2 separate regions of the Sus scrofa genome follow, and region 1 is linked to region 2. A link is a contact called in public Hi-C data. All regions are on one chromosome and are shown on one strand. Each heading gives the region's core, a stretch centred on a gene start, on an enhancer-like site or on the middle of the called end of the contact. The rest is flanking DNA. Distances are from core to core; before and after follow the strand shown. Region 1 holds the start of LOC100514656 (zinc finger protein 551). Region 2 holds the start of LOC110261324 (zinc finger protein 772-like).

The links. Hi-C and Micro-C count contacts between places; a contact is called where the count stands out from the background.
Region 1: a Hi-C map of skeletal muscle shows a contact between it and region 2, with 9 times the contacts expected there. The contact joins the promoter of LOC100514656 here to the promoter of LOC110261324 in region 2. A contact is called at or near these places in 3 of 47 Hi-C or Micro-C datasets (heart right ventricle, liver and skeletal muscle).

The regions. Positions count from the first base shown.
Region 1 is chr6:62,415,742-62,418,964 of Sscrofa11.1, forward strand. It overlaps LOC100514656 (zinc finger protein 551), which reads right to left and starts at 1,359. Exons shown (of 5, transcript XM_021095151.1): 1 at 1,072-1,359.
Region 2 is chr6:61,925,018-61,928,479 of Sscrofa11.1, forward strand. It overlaps LOC110261324 (zinc finger protein 772-like), which reads right to left and starts at 1,515. Exons shown (of 4, transcript XM_021097337.1): 1 at 1,226-1,515. The coding sequence starts at 1,258.

The sequences.
Region 1 (3,223 bases), core at 109-2,608, 490 kb after region 2:
CCCCTCCTCTGATCTAAACTTCCCATCAACTCCAGAATGGATACGCAACTTCTCAGGCTGCCATTCCAGTTCTGAGTCACGTCCTCCTGCTCCTTTGCTCTTACAAGAAAGAAGACCTTAATGATTCCAGCTGAGCTTTACCTCTGAGCATTTTTCCCTCCCTGGTACTGGGATAAACTTTCCACACTTGTCTACATCAGGTGCCAGAAATGGAAATACCTCCATATAATCCTTGGTACTGACCCGAGCCCCTGGGCTTGAGGTTTCTGCAGAGTCCCCAGATCGAAGGTCTAGAGGAATGAAATGTAAAAAATTCCAGGACACCATAATACAGAGAGTATGTGGGTGAGGGTAGGGAACAGTAAGAGCAGGAAACACCCAACACATACCTATGCAGGTTCCATAAGCACTTCCGCAGCCACGTTTTGAGAGACAGATGACGGATAGTGACAACCATATATTCACACCGCGTTTCAACGGCCTCAGGCCCCTGGGTACCCATGCCTGGCCCGTGAGCCTAGTGAACTAGGGCTGGATGTCTACCTCCTGTGCCTCCATGTCTCACCTTACCAGCTCTGGGTACCTAAACAAAGATCCAACCTCCTGTGCCCCAACGTCTTCATTCCCCTCCTTCAGTCTGTTCCTCCGTTACAGAACCTTTGGAAAACTTAAAAACTTACTGCAGTTCGCGTGCTTCCTTGGTTTAAAAATTCTCCATAGCTCTCAAGAGTCCTGGGAACATAAGTAGTACCCTCAGCCGGCTAGTCCAGGCGAGACTCCGCCTCAAACTTTTCCCCAGCCGGGCACAGCGGACCCCAGGTTTTCCGAGTTCTCACGGCTCAGTCCCAACTCCGAGCCTTGGCACATGCTGGTTCCTGGGCCCGTAACCCTCTCGCACATCTAATCACACTCCCGGTAGTGAAGTTAAACAGGAAAACTCAAGGGTTACATTTATTCGCAGCCGCTGTCAGAAACGCCGAACCGTCCTGGACACCGAGGCCTTGGCTGCGGGAACGAGAACACTCGGGGCTTTAGCGTTTCCTGGGGTGAGGGCCGGCAGGACACGCTTACCTGAACCGGGTCCATCGGCGCGGCCGCCGCCATCCAGGCCTGTGGACGGAACGGGGCAGGAAGAGGGCCGGCGGTCCTTAAACCGGCCCGGGTGCGTATCATCTCGCGCGACGCCGCGGCCGAGCCTCACACTCGCCTTTGTGCAGCTGGAACAAAGACGCCTCTGACCCTTCCTCGGTCCTGTGCTGGCCGCCCCGACTCAGCGCTCCCGAACTTCTGTAGGGATGAACACACCCGAGCAGCCAAAATGACCGCCCGGAGGAGGACGCCGGAAGTCCCGCCCACGCGAGTGACACGCACGGAATCGCCTCTATTCTGAGCCTTCATTGGCTCAGTGAGGCTGCCGATCGACGCCGAGCACTCTGGGCCACGTAGTTCTCACGCCAGGGCTACGGCGCTCCCACAGGGCCACTATGCAATAATCTTGGACCCGCGAGAGGCGCTGGGAAATGGAGTCTCCCGGGCCCAGGATTTAGAAGGGGAAATTGTCCATTCTTAAAGGCGCAGAGTTCAGTTTTCTGAGGGACTGTTGTGCTGCCTGCAGATGTTCAACCTTGTTTGAGAGGTTTAGTTCACACTCTGTGAAGTTCATCGTGCTCCCTGAGACCAAACATATCTTTTTGGATGCTCCAGAGGACACACATCCAAACGCACATATCATACCTAGTGATTGAGAAACAATATGTGGCCATTGGTAGGAGAAGCTAATGAAGACTTCATAGTAGGAGGTATGACACGGGTATGAGATTAAGAAATACAAACTACTGTTCTTAACAAACCAAAATTGGGTTGGAACACCTGACTCAGCAAATCCAATCTATCATGGTGAAGACACCGAGTAAGGGCAGCCAATTAAGCCAACCGTGCTCTTTTCTCTATGAGGCCCCGGTGTGCAAAGGCTGCAAAAAACAGCCTCCTTGGTAGTGTATTCAGCCTGTTGCCTGTACAGGTTGCCCTAAGGGATCTTGGGGACAGCCCTTTCCAATGGACATTCATGACTGGCATGCTGTCCCAATCTAGGCTCCAGACAGGCATGCACAGTGCCTTTGGAAAGCCCCAGGGCACGGTGGCCAGAGTCCACATTGGCCAAGTCATAATGTCCATCCACATCAAGCTGCAGCATAAGGAGCATGTGATTGAGGCACTGTGCAGAGCCAAGTTCAAGTTCCCTGGCCACCAAAAGATCCACATCTCTAAGGAGTGGGTATTTACTAAGCCAATGCAGATGAATTTGAAAATATGGTGGCAGAAAATCTCTGTGGGGTCAAATACATCCCTAATCGCAGCCCCCCGGGGCAAATTCCAGGCCCTGCACTCATGAGATCCTTGGTGGCATTGTCCCCTCCTTAACGCTCAACAATAAATCCTACTTTCCTATAAAAAAAAAAAAAAGACACCGAGTAAGGAGACTAGGCAGCTCATACTCAAAAGACATGAACTCGGAGTTCCCTTCAAGTTGCCACGAAACAAATATGACCAATATTCATGAGCATGCAGTTTCCATCCCTGGCCTCAATCAGTGGGTTAAGGATCTAGCGTTGCTTTGAGCTATAGTGTAGGTCGTCACCGCGGCTTGGATCTGGCATTGCTGTGGCTGTAGTGTAGGCCACTGGCTACAGTTCCAATTCAACCCCTAGCCTGGGAACCTCCATGTACTGTGGGTTTGGCCCTAAAACGGAAAAAAAAAAAAAAATCAAAAGACTTGAACTCCCCAGAGTGGCTTTCAAGGAAGGATTTTCTTCCTTCCTTCCTTTTTCTTTTTTCTTTCTTTCTTTCTTTTTTTTTTTTTTGGCCACACCCTCATCATCCTGGACCATGGATCAAACCTGCACCACAGTAGTGAATTAAGCTACAGCATTGACAACAGCAGACCCTTAATCCCGCTGCAGCAGCACAAGCCACAAGGGAACTCCTCAAGAGACGATTTTTAAAGACCAGGTGGCAGGATGGGTGATCAGCTTGTGCAAAATTCTCTGATTGATGATGAGATAACAGGATGATACTTTGAGATTCTCAACTATCAGTTTTCTGACTCCAGTCTGGGGTATAAATGCTAGTTATCTGCATGCAGCTTTTTTTTTTCCTCCTCTCTCTCTTTGTAGGGCAGCACCTGTTGTAGGAATCTCATACAGAGACAGGACACCAAGGCTTT
Region 2 (3,462 bases), core at 265-2,764:
TAATATATGGCACAAGTGAACCTTTCCACAGAAATGAAAAGCATGGACATGGAGAACAGACTTGTAGTTGCCAAGGGGGAGGGATGGAATGGGAATTTGGGGTTCATAGATGCAAACTATTGCCTTTGGAATGGATAAGCAATGAGATCCTGCTGTATATCATCCTGCTGGGAACTATAGCTAGCCACTTATGATGAAGCATGATAATATGAGAAAAAAGAATGTATACGTGCATGTATAACTGGGTAACCTTGCTGTGTAGTAGAAAACTGGCAGAACAGTATAAACCAGCTATAATGGAAAAAATAAAAATAATTATTTAAAAAAAAAAAAAGATCTGGTATTGCTGTGAGCAGTGGTGTAGGTTACAGACATAGCTCAGATCCTGCATGGCTGTGGCTGTGGCTGTGGTGTAGGCTGTGGTGGAGGCTGGCAATTGCATCTCCAATTTGACCTCCAGCCTGGGAACTCCCATATGCTGCAGATGTGCCCCTCAAAATAAAAAATAAATAAATATATAAAGTGTCTTATGACACCAAAACTCTGGAGCCCTCGTGAGTCAAGGTGGGGCTGGAATTGATGAAGGCCTGGATATCCACCCCTCCCCTGTATAGGGCCAGTAATTACTTATGCGACCATGGGAACCTGTGGGAAGAGAGAGACTATGAAAAACAACCACGAAAGAGCCCCAAGGGCTCAGGCCTATCCACTACTCCTGCCCTACCACAAAGCCCTGGGGCTATCGCCCTTCTGTGGCTCTGTCATCAAGGCCCCCTGTTATCGGTGTTGCCTTGGACCAAGTCTTAGCCTTTCTGGGCCCCACCTCCCTCATCCTTACCCCCAAGTCTGTTCACACCTGGCCAGTCTACGAAATACTTTTGAAACCATAAGGTCGCGTCTCTCCTCTGTTCAGAACCTTCTATGCCTCCTATCACCCTCAGAATGAAGGCACAGCTACTCAGGCTCTCTGATCTTTTCAGACACCAAAGGTAACGGGTTTCCCAAACGCTGTGTCACACCTCCAAGCCGTTCTGCGAGCTGACCCCTCCGCCGGCAGGGTCCTTTCTCATTCTCCTATACTGGTTGTCAGATCTAGGACCCAACTGAAAGAACCCCTATCGTCTGAACACATTCACCTGAGCTGCAGGGACCTGAGTGTCCCTCATTCGAGGCTTCAGGATTCAGAGATGGAGGGAGGGAAAGGACCCAGGGGTGCAGCACCCACCTGCACTGGGTCCGTCAGCACGGCCGCCGCCATCCGCGCCCGTGGTCCGGGGAAAGTGAGGGGAAGAGGAGTAGCTGGAAAGCGTTAACGAGTGCAAGGTCCCGGGCTCCGGCGGCTGGGTCACCCGGGCGATGCCACTACGAACCTCAGGTTCGCTTGTTTAGGGCAGAAATCGCCTCTCTCGCGTTTTCCCTGTTGTGTCCCCTCGGGTGTGACGCTGCGGTCTGGAGACGGATTTGGTGGATTAATCCGAAAGCAGGAAAAAATGTCCGCCCAAAAAAGGAAAAAGGAAGTCCCGCCCCCTCGTCCTCCTTATGAATGGAAACGCCCCTTTCCTTGGCCTTCATTGGACCGGTGCCCCCCGATGCTCTTGGGTAATGTAGTTCCCACAGCGACACCAGGGCCGCTTACCTAACTAGCGGCGCCTAGGAATGACGTGTTGGATTTTTGAGGATTGGGCGGAGCTTCACTTCCTCTTAAAGGACACGCACCCATATTTCCGGTGGCTGTGGTCTGTAACGTATCACTTAAATATTTAGGAACATATTATCTCGGGCTTCTTTATGCAGAGAATACTCACCAAAAAAAAAAAAAATTTAAATGGACGTATCATATGCTAATGTCACTCAGACTTCTATAGCTGGAAGCTAATAATACGTTAACAAATATACACATGTAGTGTGAAGCTCTAGCGTTAGTGATGTGGGCCTCAGCATTTGGGGTCAGGAATAAGAGTGAAGACTCTATTCGTGGCCAACAAGACGTGGAAGTGCAGTAAGGATTTAGGACACTGATGTACAGGTGGACAATGGTGGTGTCTCTGGTGACCTCAGAAAACATTTCTCCTGACTGTACAATCAGTGATTGCGTCTAACCCAGTGAGTAACTCTTTTTACAAATACTATTTCTCACTCCGTATACACAGATATATTCAGTTCCTTTCAGCTATGTTACATATATCTGAAAAGAAAAGTGATGGAAGATACTTATTAAGGTATGGGGAAATCATTCTGGCTTATACATGATTTATGTATTTATTTCGGCCGCATCTGTGACATATGTAAGTTCCCAAGCCAGGGATCGAACCCATGCAGCACGAGTGACAATGCCAGATCCTTAGCCACTAGGCCGCCAGGGTATTCCTATACATAATTTAACTTGAACCTTATGCTTGCCAAAATATGCTTTGTTTGTAGCCTAACAAATATGAATTATACATCTGCTTTAATAATTCCTGTGCTTGGCTTAATGGGCGTTTCTTTGCACATTATCTCACATTCATTGAGGAGACTAACCCTCCTGAGTCCTCCCTCCCTCCCTCCCATTATGTGCCACATTGTGGTGTTTTCTAAATAAAGCCACTTGGATTTCTGTCATCCCATGTGTGTGGTCCATTACTACCACTTTGTGCTCGAGTGTTTTACATTCTATATATATATATATTTTTTTTAATTATATGCCTATATATATAAAAATTATATATGTATTGACCATACCCAAGGCACGTGGAAGTTCCTGGGCCAGGGATCAAACACCTGCCACAGCAAACACTACTATGCCACTAGGGAACTCTTTTTACTTATATTTTTACTATTTCTCTGCTCACTTTTTTTCACTTACATGAAAGTTTCAACAAACAAGTTCATTCACGAACTGTATTTGTTCATCCTGATCTGTCATTTGATCGAAGTGATAAAGAATCTGCTTCTCTCTTTGAGAGGGTACATTTTCCTGAGGTTTCAGGAAGCCAGCCCATCCTTGGCTGGTCTAACACGGCATTTCTTCTCCTCCTTTCCAGAATCAACTGGTACAGAACACCTAGTTCCAGAATGTTCCAGGAAGGAGTGAATGCTTCGTCATCTTTTGCACTCATGAGTCTTAGAGCCAGATTAAACTGCTCAAAGCTCTGACCCCCTTATCTTGCCAAGAACCTACTATTCCTGAATGATGACTGCCCTACATTTTGTTAATCTTCAACCCAAACCCTATCTTGGAACATTCTCGCCCTTTCCTCCTACCCGTCTCATGACCCTATCTTAGAACTGTCTCATCCTCACCTCCTACCCCTCCCATGTAGCCTGATCCTAACCTAACACAGATGACTTCAGCCACAGGCCCCTTAACACTGGGGAGCCTGAGCCTTCTCTCAGTACTCCTGGCCATTTGCTGGTCAATAAACCTACTTGATGCCTCAACACTCTGGACTCCCTGCCTCTATTTACTTCAGCTTCAAACCC